Regions from separate parts of the Callithrix jacchus genome. Here region 1 is linked to region 2. A link is a contact called in public Hi-C data. All regions are on one chromosome and are shown on one strand. The core of a region is the stretch at or near the end of the contact, and the rest is flanking DNA. Distances in the headings are between cores, read along the strand shown.

What was found. A called contact is a pair of places that touch in the nucleus more often than the background predicts.
Region 1: a Hi-C map of skeletal muscle shows a contact between it and region 2, with 5 times the contacts expected there. The contact joins the promoter of LOC144579927 here to the promoter of CEP63 in region 2. A contact is called at or near these places in 3 of 3 Hi-C or Micro-C datasets (induced pluripotent stem cells and skeletal muscle).

What each region holds. Positions count from the first base shown.
Region 1 is chr17:49,867,333-49,874,270 of calJac240_pri, reverse strand. LOC144579927 reads left to right here and starts at 3,079. Exons shown (of 2, transcript XR_013528631.1): 1 at 3,079-3,157.
Region 2 is chr17:49,700,102-49,706,969 of calJac240_pri, reverse strand. CEP63 (centrosomal protein 63) reads left to right here and starts at 4,705. Exons shown (of 13, transcript XM_078354188.1): 1 at 4,705-5,008. The coding sequence starts at 4,832. It overlaps ANAPC13 (anaphase promoting complex subunit 13), which reads right to left and starts at 4,969. Exons shown (of 3, transcript XM_054247149.2): 1 at 3,955-4,969; 2 at 2,140-2,265. The coding sequence starts at 2,238.

The sequences.
Region 1 (6,938 bases), core at 1,830-4,329, 170 kb before region 2:
AACCTAAGTAGATAACACATAACGGAACCAGAGTCATCCTCACGGAATTGACAAGTAGTTTCTAAGGATTCCTATGGAGAATCCAAGCTTTGATGGTAAAGTGATCAGTATCTGCACATTTGAACCAGAGGAAGATGCCTGAGCTGCCGCTTCTGCTTCTTGTGGGAACTCTTAGCTGCCTTACGACATAAAAATGGCATTCTAAATAGACCTTTAAGGCACCCATCTTCCAAATTTAAACCTGTCAAAATTATTTGAAATTATATATATTATCACTTACGATGAACCTTGCTGTAATAACAATGAATCACCGTACCTTGATACAGTAACAGCTAGTGACAGAAGCACAGGCATACGGTGTATCCCGGCACAGGCAAAACCCTATTTGGAGGTGGAGGCACAGATCAAAAGGCCACCGGAGTATGCTGCAGCCAACAGTTCAGCGTTCCTGTCTTTACCATTCTTGTTTTTTTTCTTTTTGAGATGGAGTTTTGCTCTTGTTGCCCAGGCTGGGGTACAGTGGTGTGATCTCAGTTCACTGCAACCTCTGCCTCCTGGGTTCAAGAGATTCTCCTGCCTCAGCCTCCTGAGTAGCTGGGACTACAGGAGCTTGCCACCAAGCCCAGCTATTTTTTGTATTTTTTTTAGTAGAGATGGGGTTTCACCATGTTGGACAGGATGGCCTCCATCTCTTGACCTCGTGATCCACCCACCTTGGCCTCCCAAAGCACTGGGATTACAGAGGTGAGCCACCACACCCCGACCCATCTTTACCATTCTTTGTTTGGAGCCAAGGGGCTGAGCTGCTGGGTATGTGAAGACTGTTGCTGACGTTGCTCAAGGGCTAGGTATTGGAACTATGACCCTTGGGGATTTTGGTTTCAATTCCAACTGAGGCATTTAAAGTCAGGTGGTTTTTGTTTTTGGTCTACTTTATGAGTCTCCAATTCCTGTAACAGAAAGGAGGGGAGGAAGAGAAAAGGGAGGAGGAAGCAGGTTGGAGCCTTCCATTGCGTGGTGCTCTGTGGCACTCCCTCGAGTGTGGACTTTGTGTGCATTTTCCCATCTTGCACAATGGAGGAGCCTCCTTCTGGATTCCTTTTCTTAAGTTCTTCCTTTCAGGGGTAGATTTTTCTCATGGTATTTGTCTGAATCTTGACAGAAAGATGATTCTTATTTATTTTCTTTCTCTGAGACAGGGTTTCACTCTGTGAGTGCAGTGATACGATCACGGCTCACTGCAGCCTTGACCTCCCTGGCTCAAGGGATCTTCCCACCTCAGCTTCCCAAGTAGCTGGCACGTGCCACTATGCCTGGCTGATTTTTAATTTTTTAAATTTTTTTGTAGAGATGAGGTCTCACTATGTTGCCCAGGCTATTCTTGAACTCTTTGGCTAAAGCGATCTGCCCACCTCAGCCTCTCAAAGTGCTGAGATTACAGATTTGAGATAGTTAAATGAACTTTCTAAGAGGACTTCCTGAGAACAAACATAAGGTTGTCTGTGTAAGTTCTTGTCAAAGCATCAGTATTCCTTAGGATGATTTAAGCATGTAGAGTCCTGGGCTTTGCTTATGGCCTCCCAGCTCAGATTCTATGAGCTCGTCCAGGAAAAGGGATTTTCAACAAGCCCCTCCCCTACATCCCAAACTAGGGACTTTGAGAAACATTATTCTGTAAAATGACATTTTTAAAGTCTTTCAAAGAGTTTATTATTTGAGTTTATTTCTCTTACTATGGAATTGGGAAGGCCTGGGGGTCGTTTATTCATTTTCAGCACAAGGATGAAGTGAGGCTCCGAAGAGGTCAGCCATTCATGTGAGTATGCAGGAAAGGTAACGGGAGATGGGGGCCGGTCCTCCCTTGGAACCCAGCCCTCCCAGCCCAGTTCCGCTGCACACACTGGACACACGCGAGTGTGGGGAATGATATGACACTTCAGTGAGGAGGGCCCTGAATTGAAGTAACTCCAAGAGAAGGGGCTGAATTTCTGAGGCCATTTCATCCCCCAAACCAGATCCCTACCTAGGCCCAGTGGGAAATCACAATCCCACTCATCTTCAGAAAGGAACCTTAGAATGCAAGGCTTAAATGCCAGTCTAACCACATGACTGGCCAAATCCCTGGAGGTTCTTTAGCAGAATATCAGCACAATGGCATGTTGCCTGCAGAATCCTACAAAGGACTCTAGGCTGGGTGCAGTAAGTAGCTCGCGCCTATAGTCCCAGTTATTAGGAGGCTGAAGCAGGAAGATGGCTTGAGCCTGGGCATATGAGGCTGCAGTGAGCCAGGATAGCACCACTGTACTCTAGCTGGGTGTTAGAGGAAGACTCTGTCCCACAGACACACACACAGGACTCTAGAGTAGAGGCCAGAAAGTTCCTTCTCCTGGCAGAGCCTCCTCCCTGCCTCTGCTGCCCTGGACCACAGCTCCTTCCAGAAGGCCCACCCTGTCCTGCTCTGCCCTGGGCGGGTCCAGCAACCCTTGTGGTCCTCGGATTGCACACTGGGGCTGCTTCTGCCTTGTCAGTTATCACTCTGCACTGAAATGGCCAGGCATCTGCTTCCCCCAGGGGACAGTGAGTCTCTTGGAGGTAGGGGCTGGGTTCCATAAGTGTCTGTAAAATGAATAGGCTCCTCACGGGGGCTTCTCTTGTGTCTGACTTAGTCATCATCACCTCGAGTACCCTCACACCCCACTGAGACAGAGCTGTGGCACTGCCATTTGATGAACTGCCAGGGTATTGTAAAATGTCTAGAATGTCCATCTTCTGTGTTACAGGGAAGAGGCAGACCCTGAGCCAGGGCTGCAACCTCAAATCAGGGCTGCATGGCCACTTGCCACCTGGTCGCTCTGGGCTCACCTCCAGATATTGCAGGCAACACCCCTGCCAGGTAGGAAGGGGGCCACTTTATTTTCCGGCTTTCAGAGGCTACGAAACCAACCAAGCAAGGCAAGTCAGCCATCAGGCTCAGCCTGGCAGGCAGCGCTCCTGACTTCCCACCCTTCCTCCAGGCCAGGTGTCTGCCAATGAGAGCCTGGGTTCTGCTTTCCCGCCTTTCCTGGCAGCACAAACCACGCTCAGGATGGTGAGCAATGCAAGTTCCAGGCATGCCTTTCTGCATTGCTGGGTTCCCAGGTGTCACTTCATCTACAGGGTGAGTCCTCCACAGTTCTGTGGGCTGATACACATGCAAATTTCCCCACGCAAATACTGTTAGGCCATGTGGCACCTTTCCCACTGAGAAAGCTCCTCGTCAGCAAGCTGGGGAATGGGTGAAAGCCCATGCTGTGCCGGCCCAGGGCGGCACACACTGGCCGGGAGTCTGGGCAAGGCCCCCTGCGGGGGCAAGCGGACAGCACACACTGGCGCCTCGAGTCGCTGCGGGACGACGAGGACTTCCGCAGGCCTGTGGTCTGGCTCTAGGGAAAAGCCCATTTGCTCACCTGATCCCGTGGTGTTTCCACGTCGGCGCAGCTGTGCGTGTGCTGGTGTGTGCGATCCGAGTGGTTTCTATACCGTCGTGGAAACCCCCAGCCCAGCGGTTGTAGACTTTCTTGGGGCCTCGACTCTCCCCAGGAGCGTGATCCTCCCTACGGGGCAGCGGCGCTTTACCCGGCGGGGCGGGTGGACACTCCTACAGACCTACTTTGGCCCATTTTCACTCAGTTTCCAACCCAGAGCTGCAGGGACAGGGGCGGGCTGCGTTTCCTTCGCTGAGCCCTCCGCAGGGCCGCCGCGCGGGCGGGCAGGGCCAAGGCTGCAGCGGGGCCGAGGCCTGAGATGCCTGCGCGGGAGCCGACCCCGGGAGCCGGGAGCCGCGGCGGGAGCGCGGAGAGGTGCGGGCGCTAGAGAGGGCCAAGGCCGCGCCCGGGGGGACGGGGAAGCCGGGAGAGGAAGCAGCCCGGGGGCGAGGTGTTTTGTCACCAAGGCTGAGGGGCCGTGAAAGCTTTTTACCTGTTTTCACTGGGAGCAAATAACAAAACTGAAAACGACGGAGGAGTGGGGCTGCAGCAATGGAGGCAGCAGTGTGGGGAGGCCGAACGCTTCCCGGTGAAGAGGGAGAGGGGACTCCCAGACCCAAAAGGCGCGCTGGGCACGGAGTGGGGCAGCCGCCAGGGGGCGCCCGCACTAGCTCGGGTTCGGGCTCCGGGCCCGGGAGGGGCGGTCGGCGGCGGGGAGCGCCCGGGAGGGGAGGGGAGGGGCGGGGCGGGGCGGAATCCGGGACTGTGCTCTGGCCGCGGCGTGAGGAATGCGGCCTTTGGCTGGTCCCAGGCCGGCATTCCGGCCGGCACAGGAATGTGAACAGGGTGTTCACTGCGCTCTGTGAGTGCAAAACTTGGTTCTCCTCCCCTTGGAGAACGCTGGCCCCCTCTGAGCCACCCCTCCGAGCTCCTGGCACGACTGTCCGTCCGGGTGGAGGACAGGGCCCCGAGGGAGGACTCGCAGGAGGCACCGGACAGGGGTGCAGCGGGAGGGAAGGCCGCAGGGGTGCGCTCATGCGCTGAGAAAGCCTGGCCAGTAGCTGAAAGGGGAAATAGAGGACCTGCCCCTCCCCATCATCAGCCTCAAGGGACACAGGGTTCAGATTTCAAAATGTGCCAATTTAGGGGCCATATTGTGAATGGCAAGACCTGGGGAGAGACGCGGAGAGGAAAAGCGGACAATATAGTTTGGGATTAGGCGCTTTCTGACCGCCCAGAGAGTGACTGAATAACTAACAGCATTTGACTCATTCATTTACCGACTGTCTGCTCCATGCCAGTCCCTGAGATTAATTTTGGGGACATAGAGGTGAAGTCATCCTCTGTCCTTGAAGGGATGACATTCTGATCCTTAAGACGGTCTCTGAAACACCCAGGGAGAGCTGCGGGAGCCCAGGATGTGGGGGGACACCAAGGAATAACCCAGATTGGAGGTGGAGATACAGGAGGTCTTCCCCGGAGAAGCTGCGAAGTAACTTGGAAGACCTGTAGGAGTCAGCCCAAAAGATGGGGGAAGAGTATTTTAGACAGAGGGAACCTTGTGGAGGAAGAGCCTATGGTCTGACTGGCCCCCAAACAGAGAGTTAAGTCTGCTCCAGGCCTCTCCCCATGCCTGCCAAAGGCCCAGCTGAGTCACAGTAAGGGTCAGGGTGTCCACCTCAGTCCACCCATGATGTCAGTTGGTCTGTGGCGCCCCTCTTCTGCAAGAGGCACAGCAGTGGCCCATGAGGAGTGAGAAGAGAATCAGGGCTCAGCACACTGCTGTGGGAGTATTGTGGGGACTGACAGATAATCCCCATAAAGCATCTGGCAGGGGGCCTAGCACCTAGTAGGTGTATACATTGGCTCTGTATACATTGGCTGGTCTCTCCTCACCTTCCCGATCGACCGATTCCTCTTCCCCTTCGTGGTACTGGTTTCTGGTTCCGAAAAGGCAGCTGTCCAGCTCTTCCCTGGGGAGGGGCCTGGTCAAGGGGAAGACCATGCGGGTCTAGTCATGGAACTTCCTGATTTTTGTCCCTCCCTGGTTTGGGGGTGGTAGCACATAGCACATGAGACTGGCGTGGTAGAGGCCATCATAAAGGTCCTGGAATACATCCAGGGCGTCCGGTGCTGTGGGCAAGGAGGAATTGGAGCAGAGAAGGGCCTTGCTTGCAGGTGCAGCGTGGGAGATTGGCCCACGGGCTGAGAACAGGATGAATGAAGCAAGGAGGGTCAGGGTCAGGAAGGCTGAACTTGGGCAGTATCCAGGAAAGGACTGATGGGAGCTCGGAGGGCAGGGACAGAAAGCAGAGCTGGGAGGTTGTCACTGGGGAGGTAGAGGAGACCAGACCCTTCCACTGATTAGCTGCAAGGTGGGACCAGGACTCTAAGCCACCTACTAAATCCTCACCTGGCTTGGCTCAATATGGATCTGAGCACACGAGGCCACAGGGGATCATAGTCTCTGTGTGCCCCAAATGTCACTGAGTGATGGAACAGGAATGTTTATATCCAGAAGTTCTTTGTTAGCACCCCCTTCCCGGGAATGCACTGGGACCTAAATTCTTGTGTGCAGAGGAAAAGTGCAGGCCTTGGAATGGCCTCTCCAGCATTGTTCCTCAGCAAACACAGGAAGATGGGTTTCCTTTAGCTGTGTGGTGCTGACATCTGAATCCGGACCCCTCCCCCAGCCTTTGGGGTCAGGGAGTGAGGCAGAGGACCAAGCAGCTGATGGAAAATAAACACCCACCTCTGCTTTTTTGACTTATTTCATGTTCTTAGAATTTCCTCTCTTGGATTCTGGCTTTGTTATTTTAAAATTCCACACGTTGGTTAGGGTTGAGAAAATCCACTGTTGCTATTGCTATGGAGAGGCAGCTCTACACTGGGGGCACAGAGTCTTGGCGCCCCCCGGAGAAGTAAGCCAGCCAGCCGGCCTGCAGCCCAGTCTCCAAGTGAGTTCCTGAGTCAGCCTGTGCACAGGAGGCTCTCGGGGCTGGGTGTGTGTGTCTCTGTGTGAGCATGTGCTAGTCACACAGCTGGGACGTAGCAGTGTTGTGGTTCCAGCTCTCTGGGCTGGAGCCACACTGCAGTAGTGATGGCTCCATTTGGGGGCTTGCAAAGGGGGTTCCAGGTGGGCCTGGGCAGTGCATAAACTGAGAGGACAACTCCAGCCCACCAGAGCCCTGCTTCATGCCCACACACACACGACTCAGGCTGCTGCCTCCTCTAAACTCCATGCTGCGGACATCTGGTCCTGTGCTGCCCTTCCATTGACGCCTCTGCCTTTCCTCCTCCTCTCTTGATACGTATTCCCTTTTCCTTCAGGGGATGTGTACAAAGATTTAGGCACAAGAATAATCATTGCAGTGTTTCCTGCCTTCACGGTTCATTCATTCATTCATCCATCCATTCAGTCATCCAACAAATATTTAATGAGTGCTTACCAGATACCAGGCATTGTACTGGATT
Region 2 (6,868 bases), core at 3,456-5,955:
CACATTGCCTTAGAATCACAAGACAAGCGAAAGGTATGAATTAGCAGCAGGGCCAAGCCAAGTTCACTTGGAAGTCAGCAGGGAAACTTCCCTCTCCTTCATCCTCTGCCACACAAATGTTCTCCAATCTGTGCGGCAAATTTCTCCAGAATTGGATGTCTCCTTTATTTTCTTGACTTTGTTCAGGCCCTCCTCCCTTGCCTAGACCACTGTAATAGCTTGCCAATGGGTCTCACTTGCTCCTTTCTCCATGTCACACCATCTCTAACAATGCTGCTAAACTGACTTTCCAAAAGCCAAATCTGAGCATAGCACTCTTTTCTTTTTTTGAGATGGAATCTCACTATCGCTCAGGCTGGAGTGAAGCGGCACGATCTTGGCTCGCTGCAGCCTCTGCCACCTGGGTTCAAGCAATTCTCCTACCTCAGGCTCCTGAGTAGCTGGATTCCACCGTGCCTGTCTAATTTTTGTATTTTTTAGTAGACGGGGTTTCCTCATCTCATACCCAGCGCTTTGGGTGGCCTCATGATCCACCTGCCTCAGCCTCCCAAATCGCTGGGATTACAGGTGTGAGACACCGTGCCCGGCCCAATCTTGCTTTTAAGACCATTTATCCTGAGGACGAGGTCTAAGTGTGGTATCAAATACCACTCTCAATCTGATCCAAGCTCAACTTTTCAGCCTACTTATGTGACAAATGTATTCTACATCCACACTGAATGACTCACCATCTTCTGAAGCCTTTCAAACCGCTGGACCTTTACACATATGTCCCCTCTGCTGCAGTACCCTTGTCTACCTCCACGAAACTTCTGGTCCTTCCTTATGACCCAGATTAAACTTGACATTCTCTCAGAAGCCTTTCTGATGCCCACAAGGCAGTCACTTCCTATATGATGTGGCTGTTCATGCTCCCACTTAGAATATTTATTATTATAATTACTTACTATAAATGTTGCCTTTCTAGACTCCTCAGGAGAAGAAACTATATCTTATGTTCACAGCCTTATGGCACACAGTAGGCTTCAAAAAAATGCTTGTCAAATGAATGAATGAACAGGATTTGGAACTTTCCAGACCTAGGCATATGATATAGGAAGTCCTACTTATCTGCTACCAGACTTTGGGCAATTTCCCCTTTCTGATCCTATTCTTTTCCTGTAAAATGGGAATAATAGCACCTCCGTCACAGGGTTGTTTTAAGAATTAGAGATAATATATATTTTCAACCTCAGTCCATGGCATAAAACTGGTATTTGATAAATGACACTTATAATTCTTATTATGCTCTCTCTTTTGACTATTTTCCTAGGCTTGAACTAAGCTATGACTCATTATTTGCTATGTATATTATTCATTGAACATATTACTATGTCTTATTCTTAAATGAAAATATGGGTAAACTCTCATTTCTTTGGAAACAGCAGCAGCAGATATTCTAACTGTAAATTATATTTTATTTAATACTAACTACTCTTCTCAGAGCAGCTGGCATGCTTTAAAGAAAAAGTCCCTTGTTTTCCTTTTTTTAGGTCTCTATGACTTAAGTGGGATTTTTAATAAACATCTGTATAAACAACTTTTGGATCACTTACTACATAAGGTTTAACAAAGTCCTTGCAGCACATTTTCCAAAGATAAAGAAGAGTATTCCAGAAGGCTGCTGGCCTAAATGCAAGAGTACCCAGGTATCTGCTGAATATTTTCCAGGGATCCTAAGACAGGTATATGCTCCAAGAACGTGAGTTTCTAAAAATGCCAAGGGACTGATGAGCCACAGGCAGCGAAGTAAGAAACAGAGCTCATATGCTGCTGCTTCTTGCTCCTCCCATCTTGCACATTAAACTCTCATTATTTGGTTTCTCTGGTTTTCGTGTGGTGGACAGAACATGGCTCAGAAAATCTGGGCTCTATCCTGACATGAATCCTAACTGATCTGGCCATGTTAGCTCCCTGAACGACATTTTTTTCTTCAAATAAAGCATACGACTAGATGCTCTCCAGAGGCTTCTAGAGTTGGAGAACTCCACAGCTTTGATTTGTTTGCCACACTAGTTTATCTTCCATTGATATCCCTCCTCCACTAGTTACTGCCAGATCAATACCTTTAACCCATCCTCAGCTCAAATCATAACCTACCAGTGGTATTGCGACATCCTCATAAGGCAGCTTGTCTTCTCGCCAAGCATCATCAATCAAATCCAAGATCCTTCCATCTCTCTGAACCTCACTGTCCATTTTCCTGCAGCTTTGATCTTGTCAAATCTGAAAGCCAAAGAGGTTATTTCTTAAACATGAAGACTGAAGAGATGGTATAACCCACTATTAGGATTCTCCAGGCTTCTTAGCCTGAGGCCATCTTTTGGAAAGAGGTTCATTTTCTCATATGGGCTGGGTGACTACTTTGATCACAGTTCCTCTCTCCAAGCCCAGCTGATATGTACTTTTTAGTGTATATTGGACAGACATGGACCAATTGACAGACCAGTGTCATAGAGTGTGACAGGAGAGCAACATATTCTTAACCGAGGCCCTCAAATATGACTATGTTGCATCTAAATGTAGCCCTTCTCTGCTAACTTGAACGTTCACCTTTTCCTGTTTGTGATGCCTTTGATGAGTCCCTGATTGATAATGGCCTGCTAAGTTTCCTTGCTAGCCCCTGGCTCAAACCTCAGCATTCTTAGGCACAGGAGCCACATGAACACACTGGAAAGGAAACTGCTTCCTTCCCTAAAACAGCACCCTGGCTGAGATCTGAACAAAGCACTTCTAGGTGAACAACAGTGGGAGAACCTGACACTGCTCAAGTTTCTCCAGTTTCTGTTTCCCTATGGGGTAGCTCCTTCCTCTTAATTCTTAATGCTACACTCCCTTCAATTTCTGGCCCAAATGGTCAGGCTGCTTATTTAGCTCCTTGGCCATGGCTGATATCCCATTTTTCTCCAAAACTGCTATAATCTAATCCAAAAAGCTGGCTAGCTTGGAGGATACTTTTGGATTCCCTGTTTCCAAGGTTGGGCCCTGACTCATCATAGGCATCATCCTATGGGTGCTCCCTGCTACTAAGTGACAATCCAAAAAGTCTGGAAGCCACTGGCACCAAAGATATTCTCAGTTTCTGAGACTATGGAGATTCACAGAAGAAGCAATTTTGGGGAAGCAGGGTGGAACCCACCACCTGGAGGTACTTTTTTCAGAGCTCGGCCTGGATGCTCTTTTAAGGAATAAAGCCATTTCCTTTACAAGCTCAACTTCAGACATTGCCTTGCCTTGAGGATTTGTACAACTCTGGTCTGTAGTTGGTCCCTTCGTATACTCCACCTCAGTGTCATCTCAGTATGTTCATGAGCTCCTGTGCTTAGGAATGCTGAGGTTTGGGCCAAAGCAGGTGGAAGCTTTTGTAAAAATGGCTCACAGACGTCCCCCATAGGGTAACTGCAAGGTATTCCTACTCCTTGGCAAAAATTATACACAGATTGGTATGGGCAAGGGTTCTTACCCCCATGATAAGGATCTGGGCAAAAGTTAAGCAAAATGTGTCTTGCTACTTCTATCACCGGTGAGCCAGGTGAGGTCTTAATTAATCCAGTACTCAATAATTAACCCAGTACTACCCAGTGGATAACTCAAAGCAAGACGAAGTTTTGGTTATACTTTCGTAGTCCCCGTCTTACAAGAGCTCCCCACTTTTGTGCTGCTACTCCTTCGTCCTTGCTGCTCTGTCCCCTGGGATACCCTTCTCACTTTCCTCAGCTGATCCAAACATTTCCCCAGGCCCACACAGATTTTCCACCTTTTAATACAATTTTCTCAAATCACTTGAGCTTCATAGGCCTTCTATCCTTGAACTCCTGTTTCTTGTCCTAACTTAATCTACTAAACAAGCTAGGTCAGCTTTGTGATAACTGCTCAGGTATTATTGTCTCCAACTGTTAAGGGTACATTTTTTACCCATGATTTCTTAGATCTTTCCACAGTTTGGCCTCAATCTTTGTCACCTGTCCCTTCACCAAACACCTCCAACCATGTCACATTTTCCAGCCTTGGCAATTAAAATCCCCTTTTCCACATCACTAATGCTACTCTTCCTTTCAAGATTAAAGCAGGCGTCAGCTCTTGAAGATCAACATCCCATTTCCAGGGTTAGATGCAAAGGTGCCTTCACTCATAAGGGACCGGAAGGATCGGAAGCATCAAGACAATCAATGCCCAGGGCACAGTCACCGTCCCAAGTACTCGTCACACAGCACGACCACTGTTTCCTGAACAAACTTTTCTTACGTTACAGTCCCAATGCTTGCAATGTTCTTTTTTTCTCTTCCTTTTTATTCCAGTGAACCTCTAAAAATCTTAGGTCCCAGGGAGCTTCCTGTAGGAGGCCGCCTCCAAACCCCAGGCTGAGCGCGGTCCTAGTACCTACCCCTCCAAGGATCGCACAGTTCCCTGAGCACACAGCAGGGCACCAACTGGGGAGTTTGTCACACAGCCCAGATGTATTTCTTTCCAGACACGCGGTGCCAGCGTTTCCCAGGACAGAAGAATGTCTTAACAATCTCTATGTATTATATATATATAGCTTCGTAAACATGTATTTATTGAAGTCAAGGCTGGAAAGCCTTGTTCCTCGCTAGAAATGAGCCTCGCAGGCCACCACCGTCAGCGCCGTACGTGAAGCCGCCCGTCAGCTGCGGCTTCCGGCCTAAGGCAGGAGGTGCCAAACGTGGAAGCGCGGATGGGGAAGTCTGGAGGCGCCACCCAATTCCCTTTCCTCCCGACACAACGTGCAGTAAGGGAAATAGTTATGAGTTTAAAGTGACGACCTCAGCCGATGGGAATACGGGAAAGTCCGACACTGAGAAACGAACGCATTTCTGCGCCCCCAAGACCTAGACCAGGGTCGCTGGAAACCCTTACCAGCATCCAGCACACAGCAGCTGGCGCTTCCTCCGGCCACGCCCTCAGCATCACTAGTCCCCACGCTCTTCCCTCGGATTCCCGGATGTGGGTGAGTCCATTTGCTTGCGGGCCGGGGAAGTCTGAAGGAGAGTTTCAATTAAAAGTGTGGGGGCAGTGGGCGGGACGAACGCGCCGACAGAGGCTGGTAGTATGCTCGGCGGTGGCGCGCGTGCGCTGCGCCGGCCTGAGGTAACGGCGGGAAAAGTTCGGGGGCGCGCTTGTCGCAGCTTTGTAACCGCTTGTGCGCACGTCGGACGGGCAAGGGGCGGGCGTGCCCTGGTCTGGAGGCGGCCCATGCTGCCGTGGTGACCCTGGCTTCGTGGCCTCATAGCTTGCGGCTGGTTCCCGCCACAGCCTGCGAGTCACCAGGCGCGTCCCAGCCGGCTCGGGTCAGCCTCCGAGACCCGCCCCTCGACCTTACCTGCTGCGCCACGCAGACCAGCGGAGTCGGGCTTGGCGCTGTCGGGCATGGCGCCGTCCGGCGCGCGGGTTCGGCTCTGCCAGGTGGTCAGCCCTTCCGCGGAGACCGGGCGGTGGGGGTCACCTCGGAGGGTGGCCAGGGGGGCCGGCGTGCTGCGGCCAGGACTCACTTTGCCCGGCGGACCCACCATCCCTTTCAGCGCAGGTACCCCAGCGCCGCCTCCCTGCCGGGGCTGCTGTGTAGCTAACGCTGTTGGGACTACTTCATTCATCTCACAGGGGACCTGCTCATTCACTTGAAGACAGTACATCTAGGCTTATAATGTGGTTTTTCTTATGTCCCTTACGACATCAGGAAGATGAGTGCGATGTCAGATACTAGTCATCTTTTATACTTTCAGCACCGTACACTAATATGCATAAAATAGTTTTCCCTGAGCCTTATGTCCGATTAAACTGATTAAAAGAATTTTTTCCTTTGAAGAAGCAGTATTGTAGGGTAGGAACGCGTATTTATACGGTTCCTCATGTGTTAGCTTTTATTAGACAAGAAGAAATCATAAGGATCATTAATTAGATTTCTGTTAGTTGTAGCTTAATGATATACTAAAGTGTGTATATTATTTGGAATGCAGTATGATTTGTAGATCGATCTTGCCTTTTGACTGTAGTTATCAGTGATCAGGTAGTAAAAAAAGGCTCTGAAATTAAAATGAGGTAGAGATTTATAAACAAGCGCACTGCCTTTTAAAATATATGTAGATTCAAATCTAAAAGCTGTAAAAATTAATGTTGATTGTACTGATGCCATTTCCTCTCGTTAAAAGGTGAAAGACCTTTTCTTAGTTTTTTCTGTTCTCATTTATGTTGTGCTGGCAGATGGTGACAGCATCAGTAGTCGACTCTGTCATAGCTTCCTGCTTTCAAAAAATGTCTACTTGACTTGAAATTCAGCTAAAGCCAACATTGACATAAGGTTTCAGGAACTGAATCTCTGATCTCTATGTTATTTTAGCCCCCCCCCAGCTAGGTTTTTTTCAGTTTTACAAAGCCACAATACTGTCATTAAACGTATACAAATTAATAAAAATTCCCTAATGTCAATATCTAGTTAGATTCCGAATTCTTCAACTCTCTCCTAAATGTCTTCTTACAGTTAGCTTGTTTGAACCAAAATCCCACGTCTGCCTGTTACCTTTGGGTGATACACATTTGACATTTTTTAATCAATAACAGTTCCCACATAGCTATAGCTATAGGACTGGCCCTTATTTTTCCTTGCAGTTCTAAATTTAGCAGATTGCATTGCACAGTATCTTTTAACACGTATCTGTGTTGCCTTTATGTCCTCTAAACCAGGGTTTCCCGACCCCGGGGCCGCAGAGCACTACGGTCCGTGGCCTGTTAAGAACCTGGCTATAGAGCAGGAGGTGAGTGGCAGGAGAGTGAGCATCACCTACCACCTGAGCCCTGCCTCCTGTCAGATCAG